Linked DNA regions of Mus musculus: regions 1, 3, 4 and 5 are each linked to region 2. Evidence: chromatin contacts called from public promoter capture Hi-C data. All regions are on one chromosome and are shown on one strand. Each heading gives the region's core, a stretch centred on a gene start, on an enhancer-like site or on the middle of the called end of the contact. The rest is flanking DNA. Distances are from core to core; before and after follow the strand shown. Region 1 holds the start of Aaas (achalasia, adrenocortical insufficiency, alacrimia). Region 2 holds the start of Pou6f1 (POU domain, class 6, transcription factor 1). Region 3 holds the start of Prpf40b (pre-mRNA processing factor 40B). Region 4 holds the start of Soat2 (sterol O-acyltransferase 2). Region 5 holds the start of Fmnl3 (formin-like 3).

The links. Promoter capture Hi-C pulls out the DNA fragments that hold promoters and counts their contacts. Capture Hi-C pulls out chosen DNA fragments and counts their contacts.
Region 1: a promoter capture Hi-C map of pre-B cells shows a contact between it and region 2, with 2.6 times the contacts expected there. The contact joins the promoter of Aaas here to the promoter of Pou6f1 in region 2. A contact is called at or near these places in 3 of 39 promoter capture datasets (hippocampal neurons, liver and pre-B cells) and 1 of 9 other capture datasets (pancreatic islet).
Region 3: a promoter capture Hi-C map of liver shows a contact between it and region 2, with 3 times the contacts expected there. The contact joins the promoter of Prpf40b here to the promoter of Pou6f1 in region 2. A contact is called at or near these places in 2 of 39 promoter capture datasets (both in liver).
Region 4: a contact with region 2 is called in a promoter capture Hi-C map of adipose tissue. The contact joins the promoter of Soat2 here to the promoter of Pou6f1 in region 2. A contact is called at or near these places in 2 of 39 promoter capture datasets (hippocampal neurons and liver) and 1 of 9 other capture datasets (adipose tissue).
Region 5: a contact with region 2 is called in a promoter capture Hi-C map of pre-B cells, with 2.1 times the contacts expected there. The contact joins the promoter of Fmnl3 here to the promoter of Pou6f1 in region 2. A contact is called at or near these places in 2 of 39 promoter capture datasets (liver and pre-B cells).

Annotation. Positions count from the first base shown.
Region 1 is chr15:102,349,353-102,352,052 of GRCm38.p6, reverse strand. It overlaps Aaas (achalasia, adrenocortical insufficiency, alacrimia), which reads left to right and starts at 1,294. Exons shown (of 16, transcript NM_153416.2): 1 at 1,294-1,557; 2 at 1,973-2,100. The coding sequence starts at 1,435. Gm36246 (predicted gene, 36246) reads right to left here and starts at 1,226. Exons shown (of 3, transcript NR_155425.1): 1 at 1,141-1,226.
Region 2 is chr15:100,598,718-100,601,439 of GRCm38.p6, reverse strand. Pou6f1 (POU domain, class 6, transcription factor 1) reads left to right here and starts at 1,456. Exons shown (of 11, transcript NM_001304965.1): 1 at 1,456-1,677.
Region 3 is chr15:99,293,928-99,296,627 of GRCm38.p6, reverse strand. It overlaps Prpf40b (pre-mRNA processing factor 40B), which reads right to left and starts at 1,390. Exons shown (of 26, transcript NM_001370635.1): 1 at 1,200-1,390. It also overlaps a transcript of Fam186b not described here.
Region 4 is chr15:102,149,076-102,151,837 of GRCm38.p6, reverse strand. It overlaps Soat2 (sterol O-acyltransferase 2), which reads right to left and starts at 1,263. Exons shown (of 15, transcript NM_146064.1): 1 at 1,126-1,263; 2 at 677-732. The coding sequence starts at 1,204. Igfbp6 (insulin-like growth factor binding protein 6) reads right to left here. Exons shown (of 4, transcript NM_008344.3): 4 at 2,326-2,658. The coding sequence ends at 2,536.
Region 5 is chr15:99,369,165-99,371,864 of GRCm38.p6, reverse strand. Fmnl3 (formin-like 3) reads left to right here and starts at 1,383. Exons shown (of 27, transcript NM_011711.2): 1 at 1,383-1,688. The coding sequence starts at 1,563.

The DNA of each region.
Region 1 (2,700 bases), core at 45-2,544, 1.8 Mb before region 2:
AAGGCTAATACCGTTCCTGTGAGTCTCACCATCCCACACTTCCCTCCCATTTGTCTATTCAGATTTTGAGCTCACAATTGAATTAAGTTAGAATTAAACCATCTAAACATCTCTCTGTAGTTCTAGCCCCCCCCCCAACCCCTTCAGTTTCAGAAAAGGTCTCAGGAGAGCATGGTGGTAGATCTTTAATCTCAGCACTCTTGGGAGATAGAGGTATGAATCTCTATGAATTCAAGGTCAGTCATGTCTACATAGCAAGTTCCGTGCTAGCCAGAGCAACATAGCCATACCCTGCCTCAAAATAAAGCCTAGGGCTGGAGAGATGGCTCAGCAGTTAAGAGCACTGACTGCTCTTCTAGAAGTCCTGAGTTCAATTCCCAGCAACCACATGGTGGCTCACAACCATCTGTAATGGAATCAGATACCCTCTTCTGGTGTGTCTGAAAACCATGAGAGTGTACTCATATAAATAAAACAAATCTTAAAACAAACAAACAAACAAACAACAAAGCCTAAATAAGACAAAGTCAGGGTGGTATGTATCTCAAGTTGGAAGAGAACTATGGAGTGGACATTCAGTGATCCTCCTGCCTGTACCTCCCAATGCTGGGATTACAGATCGGAGTCAACGGTATTTGGAGGCAGGGGCTTGCTACGCAGTCTACACTAACCTTTTATTCTTGTCCACATCCTGTAGGCATTACAGCCTTGGGCCAATATGCCCCACCAATGTCTGGTTTGTGTGTATTTTGGTCCAATCTGTGTCATTTTGCTACTGGTAGTTCAACGGTGCACTTTTGGGGTTATTGTAAGGATTATAGAAGCGTTTGTTAGTGATATACTCGGGAAAAGTTACTGTCCTTCCAGTGTCCGTCTCTCTCTTTCAGGACGCCTTACCCTGTGAAGTCCGTTCTGACTGTCCTCTAAAGTCTTTTTTGTTTTTTTTTTGGAGGTGGGGGGGCGGGGAAAGCTCACTGGTAGGATGACATCGTCTGTATATTCCTCAAGGATATTTACGGGGGTTGGAGAGTTTAATTAGGTACTTTCCTAAACCTGGCTTATTTTGGGCTTTTTCCGTACTAAGTAAGTGAGTGGGAGACGCTGCTGGGGATTCAGAGTTGGAAAAAACAGTAGTCTTACAGGAAACAAACCAAAACCAAACCGCGGCGCTCCTTACGCCACAGGTCGGTCCTCGGACGTGTCAGCGTCGTGCCCGCTCCGTACGCAAGGGGGCGCGCCAGGAAGTCCCGGAAGTCCGTCCCGAAACCCGACTCGGAACTTTCTTCCTTGCACTTCCGTTCAGCTTCGCGCAGTCGTTTGTCCTGTACGGCTACCCGTCCTCACACGAATCTAGCCCGGGAACTAAGATTCCGGGGAGCGCAGTCGTCACCAGCCGGGAGCCTGTCGATTCCAGACGCTCTCCGGACTGGCAAGATGTGCTCCCTGGGGTTGTTCCCCCCGCCGCCGCCTAGAGGTCAAGTCACCCTGTATGAGCACAATAACGAGCTGGTGACCGGCAACAGCTATGAGAGCCCGCCTCCCGACTTTCGGGGCCAGGTGGTCCGGGTGGGAACGCTGCGGTGGGGATGCGGAAAGTGGGAATAGAGGCGACGCGGCGGGGCTCGCTCACAAGTGATTGGGAACGGCATGACTCCCACAGGAGACTGGAGAGAACGAAATATATTTTAGGGCCTGTGTTACCCAGTTAGGCATGCCAAGGCATGTGAGGAGGTTCTAGGAGGGGTAGAGAAGATGATGGATGCCGTCCATCAGGTCTTCTCTAGTGTCAACCCTGTGAAAAACGATTGTGGTTTGCAGATGAGGACTGAAAATTTTCTGTCCCACAAGTGTTACATTTGTGGGTATGGGAAATGGGGCCGTGGAATCTCTTATGCCATAGGTTGGAGATGGCAAGGAGTTCTGTTAAGATTTGGGGAAGAGACTGACTGCCTCCCTCTCTTCTGAGGTATAGTGGATCAATCTTCCTGTCCTACACCTGACCAAGGATCCCCTAAAAGCCCCAGGGAGGCTGGACCATGGTACAAGAACTGCCTTCATCCATCACCGTGAGCAAGTGTGGAAGAGATGCATCAATGTTTGGTGAGGCATAGCAAACAGTGGCTTAAATAGGCCATGGTCTACCGAGCCTGCTTTGGGCAGCTCTTGAATGGCTGCTTATTGCAGTCTGTGTCTTCATATTACCACAAATCATATTAGGTGATCCATTTTTATTGTAAAACTCAAGGGTGTACCAGAAACCTCATTTATCCCTAATAGCTTGGCTTGATTTTACAAACCTGCTCTCAGCACCGACCTCATTTGCTTTTATCTGAAGCTCAGGAAAGTTAGGAAAAGGTTGAATTGATTCGTTAATATGTAGGACATGTAAGAATTAAAGCTGTGCTATCTTTTTTTTTTTTAACTGTACGTTTGGAAAAGTTACATAATTACTCTGTCCTAAAGCCAAACCCCTTTAAACCATGGTGACTAAATAGATACAAAGCACATAGAAGCATTTCCTGGCACATTAATCCCTTGATGTGTTTGCCATCCCCATTATTATCATTGCCATTATCTGTAAAAAGAATCCCTGGTGCCGGGCGTGGTGGCTCACGCCTTTAATCCCAGCACTCCGGAGGCAGAGGCGGGCGGATTTCTGAGTTCGAGGCCAGCCTGGTCTACAGAGTGAGTTCCAGGACA
Region 2 (2,722 bases), core at 207-2,706:
AATGTATCTCTGTGTGGTGTGTGTGTGTGTGTGTGTGTGTGTGTGTGTGTGTGAGAGAGAGAGAGAGAGAGAGAGAGAGAGAGAGAGAGAGAGACTTTGTTGTTCAGGCTGCATCCTAATTCACAGGTTCATTCGGTTTGCTGCCTCTCCAGCAGCCGGTCCTACAGGTGGGACGGTGCCCGGCTCAGGCTACCTCTGTTTGTAAAACTAAACTGTATCGTTTGCCTAGACCGCAAATGGATGGACGCGCTGGGATAAAACCCCAAGCTTTCTGGTTCTTGACCCTTTAGTTAGTCTCACCCGCAGTGCCTCCTCCATGGCCCCAGGAAAACAGCGGACAGCCCAGCTCTGCGGCACCAGTAGCCAGCATGATGCAGGCAGCCTGGAGTGTACCTGTTGGTCAAACCCAGCCGATGCTGCTCCCCTCTCCTCCTGAGTGTGTGCTTCCACTGGAGACGTTTAAGGGACTGTCTGGCAAGGGCTCTACAGTTCATCATTTCTCCTATTGCTGCTTCTGCACGGCCTACCGAGATCATCCTAGACCACGGAAGCACGGGTGTGGGGTGAGGGCGAAGAGGGAAACACTGTTGGGAATCCACTTGGCTGCGTTGATAACGCTCTTCTCTGGTGACTCCCTTCATTCTTTCTCGCTCTCCTGGTCTTCCTTCTTTTGTCCATTATGTCCCAAACCTTCGTTCCCCTGGCCCCTAATCGGCCTCTGAGTCTCCCTCTACCTTCAAAAGTCAGTAGATATAACAAACCCTCCCCACCATCACGGTCCCCAAAACAGTGGCTTGTTTTTCTCCATCGCGTCAAACTTTGCCTTTCTTTTCACACCTTCGTGTGCTGCTTGACTAGCCCGCAGGCTGCAGGTGGGACCCCGCCCCTCCTGAAGGTGGGAAAGCGAGCTAGCTCAGCAGAGCGTCCGGGACCCTGGTCCCTCTGGGATGTGCACAGCTGCTCCGGAGACCCTGAGCCTTAGTGACGTCCGAGTTCCCTCTCCTTTACGGCCTAGAGGACAGACGTGAACTTGAGGTTGGCCGTTGAGAAGGGCAGTTGACCACCAGAGAGTCACGGTTGTCACTGCTCAATCCTCGGCTGAAGGGAAGGCGACACGGGGTCCCCTATCGAGACTCCAGTCCTGCTCTCCAAGGGGGCTGAGTCAAGCGGCCCCACAGGCCCTGGGTCCCAGTCCCCGCGAGGCCTGGGGTTCCTACCCACCCCCACGCGCAGCTCGCAGCTTCCCAGACCCCCCCTCCTTTTCCTGACCGCCGCCCCCGGCGGCTGGCGCGGGAGGTGCAGCATGCGGCAAAGCGCTTTGCATAAATTATGCTCATGACGCAGCAGCTAAAAAAATCCAAGTAGCAGAAGGAGGGAAAGGGGGGGAGGGAGGAGGGGGCGAGGAGGGGACTGCACCTGGCCGCCCCCGCCCCCGGCGTCCCGGCCCGTGCGTGGCCCGCAACCCACCGCCGCTCCGCTCTGCCAGCCCCGGCGGGGGGCTCAGGGGGCGGCGGGTCCCGAGTGGCTCCGGGCCGAGCGAGCCGGGCCGAGCCGCTCCGGCTTCTTTGTCTGCGGGCGGCCGCCCCGGCCGCGGCCCCCTGGCCCGGGCTGGGGGATGAGTGTCTAGCCGGTGGCCGCTGGGCAGCCGGGGAGCGGGAGGCTGGGCTTCGGGCTCCGGTGAGTAGCGGGGTCCGGGGCGGGGAGGGCTTTGCACGGAGGGGGAGGGGGCCGGGCAGGGGAGGTTTCGAATTTGGTTAATATGCAATGCCCGTAATTAGCATAATTTATATATTTATGATAAAGAGAGAAAAAGGCGCGGGGCCGGGGCGGCGGGCTGCGGCCCCGGAGGCTGGAGCTCTGGGAGTCGAGGGCCGCGCTCTGCCCACCTGGGGCCGCAGACCCCGGGCCGCACCCTGGTCTCCGGTCCCCGCGGACACTCGAGGAGGGGCGGCCGCTTGGGTGGACGCCCTGCCCTGGTGGGGGGCGGGGTGTCGGGGAGAGGCACGTAGAGTCCTGGATCCCGGGACGCTTGGGTTCCCTGGCGACCTGTCACCGCTACTCCGGAGAAAGGGCTGGTGGGACTCTGGGGGGCAGAGACCTCGCTGTCACTGGAAGGATGGGGGAATGGTGGGAGGGTCACCGTCGATCAGAGCGTGAGCACTTCATAAATATTTAATGACAGTATTAGTATTAATAATGTCATAAAACGGGCCCACTATCTCCTCCCGGGACATTTGCACCTGGCAAGGCTGAGGGATCTCCAGAGTGGCTTCTAAGCCACTTCAGCGCTAAGATCGCCTCCTCGGGCTTGGGTGGGAAGCCTGAAACCTTTACAGAGTAGTCGCTGCAGCTGGGCAGGAGAAAATGAAAGCCTGCTCAAAAGCTTCCCTAGGCCAAAGACAGGAAGCTCCTAGCAGACACAGAGACTGTAGCCTGTTGGCTCCCTGGCATTCCTTGCTCACAAAATAGAAGGCGGGGCCCCCAGTTCCATGCATATATACCCGTCGCTTTGGTAATCTACGACAGTCAACACTGCAAACCGGCATGCTGGGCGTGTATTCCGTTTTGATTGAAGTTTGTGAGCAGGATATTTCTGTGACTCGGGGGCCTCTTTACATATGTAAAGCAGAATCACATTCATTCCTTCTATGGTACTTCAATAAAAAAAAATCAGTGTGCGAGAGCCGCACTCAGACAAAGCCCCACCTGTCCTGGAAGGAGC
Region 3 (2,700 bases), core at 141-2,640, 1.3 Mb after region 2:
TCACCAAAGGAACTGTAAGAAAATGAAGGCTAAGAGGCATATTTCTCAAAGAGAGGCAGCCATCATCAAAAAGAAACGGGGTTGGCAGAGTAGTTCAGCACTACAGTTCTTGCCGGCATTAACAAGGCCCTAGGTTCAATGCAGAGCGCTGCAAAGAACAGCTGAGCTCTAGCACCCTGTTGTCTCCACTGACCTGCAGAGCCCAAATAGGTCCAGCCCCTCCCCCACCTACTTCCTAGCCTCTACTCTGGTGTGTAAGCCCTAGCATTTCTTCTGCTCCCCACAAAGAGCCTAGAGATCTTTCTAGAATACAACATTTTGCTTCTGATCCTCCATCACCTCTTCACTCTCCCGAAGAAACAGAATGTTGTTACTTCTGGTTCTCATCGTTTTTGAACTTCCAGGGTTCAACTTCCTCTATTTATAGAGTTCTCCCATTTCTCCAACGGGATTCCCAAGGCCCAGGCCTGCCAGGACCCAGCCTTGCAAGCTTTAAATCTCTTATCCGTAAATCCCGAGAAATTTTCCCCAGTCAAGCTGAAGGTCTCCACTCCAACATCCTCCTGCTTGACGCATCCTAGAACCCCTTCGCCTGAATTCCCTCCTCAAATCCCGCCCCCTTCTGCAACGGATGGAGAGTCCGTTTATCATACTGCCCATTTTCCTTTTTAAAAGTCAATGGGAAATTCAAGGCCCAGAGAAAGGTAGTGACTTGCCCAAGGTCACACAGAGTTACCACAGTCTGTCTGAAGGCAGAGCCAGGGTTGGGACCCAGGGGCCTCTGCTCCTCCGTTTCTTGGACTACTCCGGTTCTGAGGTGGAAACCAGGAGCATCTCTTTCCTCAGAAGTCCCTCCTAACCTCGGGAGACAGGTTTTGAGAACGGATGGGTAAGGAAGGGTGTCCCCTAAGGTCCAAAGGGGCACCTGGGGCTTCCAAAAGGCACAAGCCTGGGTCTGGGGGAGGGGCACGGGCCACGCCAAATAGCCTAGGATTGGCAACTGGTTTCCATCGCCTGCCCTCCCTTCGCCCCCGACCTTTCTCCACAGACCCACCGTTCACTTCATCCCTTCCTCCTCCTCACACAGCGCCTAGGCTCTCCGTCCCCTCAGCCCCCGGTCGCACCCGCCCCCCCGCCCCCCGCCATGCACCATAATGGCCTCCCCGCCCCTTCTACCCTCACTCCCCGCCCCCACCTACCTACAGGGCTTCTTTTCCTCACCCCTCGGTCCCCTCGCCCTCCCTCAGGGTCCCGGGTGCCCCGGCGGCCCTCCCGCCTCCCCGGCTCGAGCCCGGGCCGCAGGGGGCGCTGTGAGACAGCCCCGGGCCTCTCCACCCCCGCGCGGGGACGTTACCATGCCAGAGCCTCAGAGCAGCTGGGCCGGCTCGGCCCACTCGCCAGTAAAAACAGCTCTGATTGGCCGGGCTTCGGCCGGGAGGGCGGGGCCAGTGGGGGGGTCGCACCCCTTCGTGGCCGGGGCTCCGGTTGCTCTCGCCGAGGAGCGGAGCCCCCAACCGGCCCGGTGTGCCCGGCCCGGCTCCGCCCCCGGCCCGGAGCGCCAGGCCCCGCCCCCACGTGCGCAGAATCCTGGGACCGCCCCCTGGGGCGGGGCGCGCCTGGGCCCACCCCCGGGGGCGGAGCGCGCCTGGGCGGGCCTGGGACTGACCGCGCGCTGGCTGCGCAGGGCGGCGTGGCTCTCCCGGCTCACAGCCCCCTTCTTGCCCGCGACTCCGCGGCCACCACCCAGACCGGACCGAGCCATTAATTTCTCCCGCGCAGAGGGCACTACAGCGGTTCACAGAGCGGCTCTTTTCCCTGCGTATTTTCTTTAGTTTTAATTTTTTGTTGTTGTTGGTTTTTTTCGAGACATGGTTTCTCTGTGTAGCCCTGGCTGTCCTGGAACTCACCAGGCTGGCCTCGAACTCAGAAATCCGCCTGCCTCTGCCTCCCGAGTGCTGGGATTAAAGGCGTGCGCTACCACGCCCGGCTTTAGTTTTAATTTCTTAATTCAAGAACTATTAATTAAACTCCTGTGCCAGCAGCCGTATGTGTCGGGCAAAGCCGACAAATCCCCTAAATGAGTGCGTACGTGCCTCTCGCTTAGCGCTGGGTTACTTTCAGAATCTGCCTCTGTAACATCTACAGTGAGAGATAAACGTTCAGTTATGTAGATAAGGGAACTCGAAGCTACTTAATGGGCATGCATGCTCAAGTTCTTGGGCTAGTACAGCTGGCCCTGGTTGGAGGCATTGCACCTCTTTACCCCTCCAAAGCCGGGGTAAAGACCAAGACGTTGCCTGTTTCCTTCTGTAGGTTTCTGAACCTGACTCAGGAAAACACCTCTTTATGTCTATAGACAATTTGGCTTTATCAATAGTTGTATTAAAAGTTCTTATATTCATTCTTCAAGCCAGCACTGAGTTGTAGAGGCAGACAGATCCCTGGGGCTCAGCGGCTAGCCGAACTAGCCTACATTGTGTTTTCTGACTAGTGAGAGACCTGATCTTTAAAATGATGTCCCAGGACGTCATGAAAAGCCGGACATGAGGGGAAGAAACCCTTTCCCCTGAGATCTAATTTGTCTTTCTTGAAGTGATCTCAAATAACAAATCCATGATGCACTTTAAATCTAATGTATGTCAGGTGGTAGTGGGTGTACCCCTTTAATCGAGCATTTGGAAAGCAGAAGCAGGCAAATCT
Region 4 (2,762 bases), core at 14-2,513, 1.6 Mb before region 2:
GACACACATAGACACAGTACTACTACTACTACTACTACTAATAATAATAATAATAATAATAGGGCTAGAGAGATGGCTCAGTGGTTAAGAGCACTGACTGCTCTTCCAGAGGTCCTGAGTTCAATTCCCAGCAGTGGCTCACAACCATCTGTAATGGAATCTGATGCCCTCTTCTGGTGTGTCTGAAGACAGCTACAGTGTATCATATACATTAAATAAATAAATAAATAAATAAATAAATAAATAAATAAATCTTAGATAAATAATGATTGGGGGGGTTTGTTTGTTTGTTTGTTTGTTGAGACAGGGTTTCTCTGTGTCGCCCTGGCTGTCCTGGAACTCACTCTGTAGACCAGGCCTGCCTCTGTCTCCCAAGTGCTAGGATTAAAGGCATGTACCACAACTGCCTTGGCTACTTTTTATTTCTTAGACAGGGTTTTCTGTAGCCCAATCTGGTTTGGATGTTATTGTGTGGCCAAGGGTGACCTCAAACTACGGATCACCTGGTCTCTACTTCCCAAGTGCTAGGATTACAGCTGTATGCCATCACACCAGTTGCCATCACACCAGTTGCCATCACACCAGTTTTATGTGGTGCTGCGCATCAGGTAGATTGGCACTCTACAAGTTTAGCCACATCCCCAGCCTGTCCTTTATGACTGCCGTGATCCCTCACCTCCATATGTCGAGTCCATTGCACCAAGTCTGGGGTTCCGTGTGTCCTTGCGTTCCCTAGGAGGAAGAACCAAAGGGGACTCACTAGGGAGGAGTTAGGTGTTCTGTGTGCTCACAGCCTCCGTTCCCAGTCAATATTTAGAATCGTGGGTAGAGCCACTAGCCAGGGAAGTGACACACACAGTGGCGAGAAAGAGCCTGATGCAATTGCTGGAAACAGGGGACCCAAAACAAGGAAGTACTCCATTCACCCCTAATGAAGGCCAAACCACGCTCTGAACATTTCTCCATTGCCAGTCCGCGTGCTGGGGGGAAAAGGGCAGAAACTGCCTTCTCTGGCTTCCCAGAACAGCCAGAGGAAAGGAAGTGGCCTTAGCGGCTAGCTCTTACACACACCCATCTCAGGCCCGCCTGAGTGTCTGGAGCGTGGGGGATGGGAGGGCGGCTCACCTTCTCCTCCACGGGCTCCCTTCTCCTGCTCCTCTCCCAGCCCTTCTCTCCTCCGAAGCTGGGGCACCTTTGGCTGCATGGTGCCAGTGTAGAGCGGACAGCACACAGCTGTTGTCTGTCTTCTTCCTTTCTTTCTTTCTCAATCTACCTACAGAGCTTGTGTCCCACTCAGAGATCTGACAACTCCAGGGACTAAAGTCCTTTCCGGAGCCCCGTTGAGGGTTAGATAGGTTATCTGCAGGCAGTGTTTCTCATACTCTGGCCCTGCCTGTGGCTTTCACAGCTCTCTCACCACAACCACTATGATCAGCTTCACGCTATTGCTATTTCACTTTCGGGAGTGAGTCTGTGCATCAGGTTGTGAGGGGGACTTTGCTTCCCCGAGGCTTATCACATAGCTTGGCTCTTCCTGGCTCTCTCTACCAAGACTGAAGGTCAGGGAGGGACCAGAAACATCTTCGTGTACCTTGTAGTCATTTTTCTGAGGGCACAGGATGAGGCCTGTAGTGACATGTGTGTGCAACAATATTTTTGTCAGGAGCTCTATTTGTGTCATGTGTGATGGTCGAGGCCCCTCAGTGTCAGCTCTTCCCTACACCTTGGGTTACCACATAAGCAGAAAGGGCAGACACACACTTATTCAACAGTAAATAGCGCCAGGGGTTGCCTTGCCTACCTATGTAACTTCAGGAAAGTGGACCAAACTTTTTAAGCTTCTTCTGAAAAAAAAAAAAAATTATGGGACAAAATGTCCCTACGTCATCAGGTGATTGCCAGCACAAATAAGGTAGTCTGGAGGTAGTCTGGATAAACCATACAGAGCCTGAGCACATTTGTTTCTTTCTGGTAGGCAGTAGGGCAGGTGAGTGCCTTGGGAGTTCCACTTTGGCAAATTCCTGCTGGGGATTAACTATTAATCCTCCTCCTCCATCAGTCCAGAGGTCAGTGATAGAAGCAAGATTGTAATCACTGTGATCTCGGACTGAGGCCAGGATCTCAGTCAGTCCCACAAGGGAGCTCCGGGTGGGTATCCGGGTGAGGATAAAGAAAGGGCTTGCTGCCTGTGGCAGTGGCAGTCTACTGTATTCCAAGGGCAATGGAAGAGGCTGGCTGTGCTCTGCAGGGAAGGTAGAAACACTATGACCAATGGGAGACAGTGAGCACGAGGCCCCAGATCTGAATGAGACAGACGCAGAGACGTAAGCCAGAGACACCCCCCCAATACTGTTTTATTAGTACACAAGCCAACAGCAATCTTTCTAACTAGCTGTGTAAAGGCCCAAGGGTGACAGGGACAATGGGGTGGGGCGTGAAGGTGGGTCTTGGGGCACAGAGTTATTCATTGCTTCACATACAGCTCAAATGACAGCCCCCTGTTCCTGCTGGCGTCCTGGAGGCTCCCTCGGGGCTTCACCCACTGCTCCTGGCAGAGCACTGAGTGCTTCCTTGACCATCTGGAGACACTGGCAAAGGCTGGCCCATCGGATCCACACACCAGCAGGGGCCACGGCGATTCCCCTGCGAGGAACGACACTGGGGAGAGAGGTGCAGGTCAGGGTGAGGTCCAGGCTTTGAGCAGGAAAGCATCTGAGAGCTCTTAGTTGCTTTACCTACTGAATAGGGCCCACTCTGCTAGG
Region 5 (2,700 bases), core at 134-2,633, 1.2 Mb after region 2:
AAGAAGAGGGATAAAGGCTGACAGAAATGACAGAAGCCCATCACCTTGTTAGTAATGACAAGCCAGAGCAGAGTTGTTCTCCTATTTTCATACCAGTTGATAAGGTCTTATTCTAAATGCCTCTTTCACCTGTCTCTGTCTGTCAGGAAGAAGCCTTTCCCCTCCCTGGATGTCTGTGTCAAATATATCTCCCTCCCGAGTCTCTTTTGGATGGAATCCCATCCTTCCTAAAGCCAAGTCCAGGGAAGGGCATGCATGACCTCTCCAGAAAGCAGGCATTGCCACAGTGTGGCGTGCAGCAGAGTCTAGTGGTGAGCCAGCAGTCTTCGGTTCCATCAGAGCTGGAGGGCTGTGAGCAGCGGAAGGACCTAACAGATCGCTTTCTACCAAATCCAAGGCATTTACTTCCACAGTCTAACCTCTGTTCTCTGATATGCTGTTTGTATGGTTTACTGTTTGCATTGTACAGGAACTTGAGACCTGGAGAAGTCTGTGTAAGGCTCCAGAAAAAGAGATACCATCCTTGGATAATAAAATCCTCTGTGAGCCAGGCCGAAATGGACATTAGGTCACAGCAATCACCTTTTTAAAAACGTGCATTTTCTAGGTGTTTTTCCTACGTATCACACGTGTGAAGGTGTCGCGGATCCTTTGGAAATGGGAGTTACAGACAGTTGTGAGCAGCTCTGTAGTTGCTTGGAATGGAACTCAGGTCCTCCAGAGGGACAGCCATTGCTCTTAACAGCAGAGCCATCTCCAGCCCTCACAGGAATAATTTCAATCATTCTTTTTTTTTTTTTTTTTTTTTTTTGGTTTTTCGAGACAGGGTTTCTCTGTATAGTCCTGGCTGTCCTGGAACTCACTTTGTAGACCAGGCTGGCCTCGAACTCAGAAATCCACCTGCCTCTGCCTCCCAAGTGCTGGGATTAAAGGCGTGCGCCACCACGCCCGGCTAATTTCAATCATTCTTTCAAGCGCAAATTTCTCCCTCCAGTCGACAAAAGCTCAGAAGGTGGTGGTGTGACTTCTCCGGGGTTATATACATGGCTCTCACGATAAGTTGCTTTTTTTCTGAGACAGTCTTGCTATGTAGCTCAGGCTGGTCTCCAATCAAGCAGTCCTTCAGCCGCAGCCTCTCCAGTGCTGGAATGAACAGACCTGAGTCACAGATGGTGGTCTCCCTAGTGTTCCCAGTTAACTTTGCAGTCCGCGCTCTGTGGCTACATCCTCCAACAAACACAGCGATTGGATGCCCACCAAGGGCCACCAGGGCGCGCTCGCAGCCAGGCGCGAGGCCGCCGAGGGCGGGAGGCTCTGTGATTGGGAGGCGCGGCTGTCAGTTAGGCGCGGGCGGGGCGGTGGGCGGTGGGCGTGGCCTGCATGAATAAGGCGCGCTTCAGCGCGTCGAGCGCTTCGCCGCCGCCCGCCGGACTGCGAGGCGCCCCCTGAGGGGCGGAGGAATCGGGCCTGGGGAGCGGGCGCTGAGGGAGGAGCCAGGTCGGAGCGGCTGAGGGCCCTGGCGAGGAGGTGGAGGGCTGAGGCCCGGAGGAGGCCCCGCCGCGATGGGCAACCTGGAGAGCACCGACGGTGGCCCGGGCGAGCCGCCCTCCGTCCCGCTGCTGCTGCCGCCCGGCAAGACGCCGATGCCCGAGCCGTGCGAGCTGGAAGAGAGATTCGCCCTAGTGCTGGTGAGACCGGCGCTGCTGCCTTCCCGCCGCCCCCACAGCCCCCGCCGGGTCCCGCCCACCCCCGCAGCCCCGTCAACGCCTGGCCCGGCCGGCAGCTCGGAGCGGCCCGTCGGGGGTCGGGGAGGAGGGGTCCCCAAGCCCGGGACCTGCCCGAGGTCCAGACTCCTCCCTCCCCACTTCCCTCAGACTTCCCGGTCCGCTGCCGGAATTCCATTCCCGGGACCTCGCTGGTGGGACGGTTTCGGAAGCTGTTGGGTCCCCAGCCAAAATCAGGCATTTTTCCTCCTTCATGAGAGCGGGTCTCGCGTTCAGACCAGATGTTTCGGGGAGGAAAAGGGGGGATTGGAGAAGGGGCTGGCTGCCCATGGGGGTGGGGGGTGGGATAAGAAGCGATGCCATTCTACTTATTTCAGGACCGCCTGCAGGCATCCTGCTAAGTTATAGTGGATTTGCCTAGGCTGAACATGTGGATAAGCCATTTGACTAGACAGTTTTTTCCCCCCAATTGAAACAATACACAAACCATCCCGCCTGGTTTTTTATCCTCCCTCGTTTCATGTTAAACTTTGGTGACTGGTTCGTGTACCGTTGCTTGTGGTTCTTTGTAGTCCTTCTGTGGTTTCAAAAGGGATGGTTTCTAAAGACGAACTGATTCTCCTTTGCCCTGGGGCTTGGACGTTGATGTGAGTGACTCTGAATAGAGAGGTTAGTAGCAGGTATCACTGAGAGGAAGCTGGACCATGTTCAACATGAAGCTTTAAAAAAAAAATGAACATAACGCTAACAGATAAATCTGAAAAACTTGGGGAAATAGCTTTCACTTCTTCCCCCAAAGAGCTATTAGGAGATAGTAATAATTCTGGTGTATTGTTGGTACGGTCTGAAGGACTGACTTTGCCCGTGAGGAGGGATAAGTTGTAGACTTAGCAGCCTTATTGGATTTCATCTGCCTTGGAAGAGGGAGATTAGATCTGTTGGCAGCAGTGGAGCTGTCTAGAGATCCTGGCCTCTG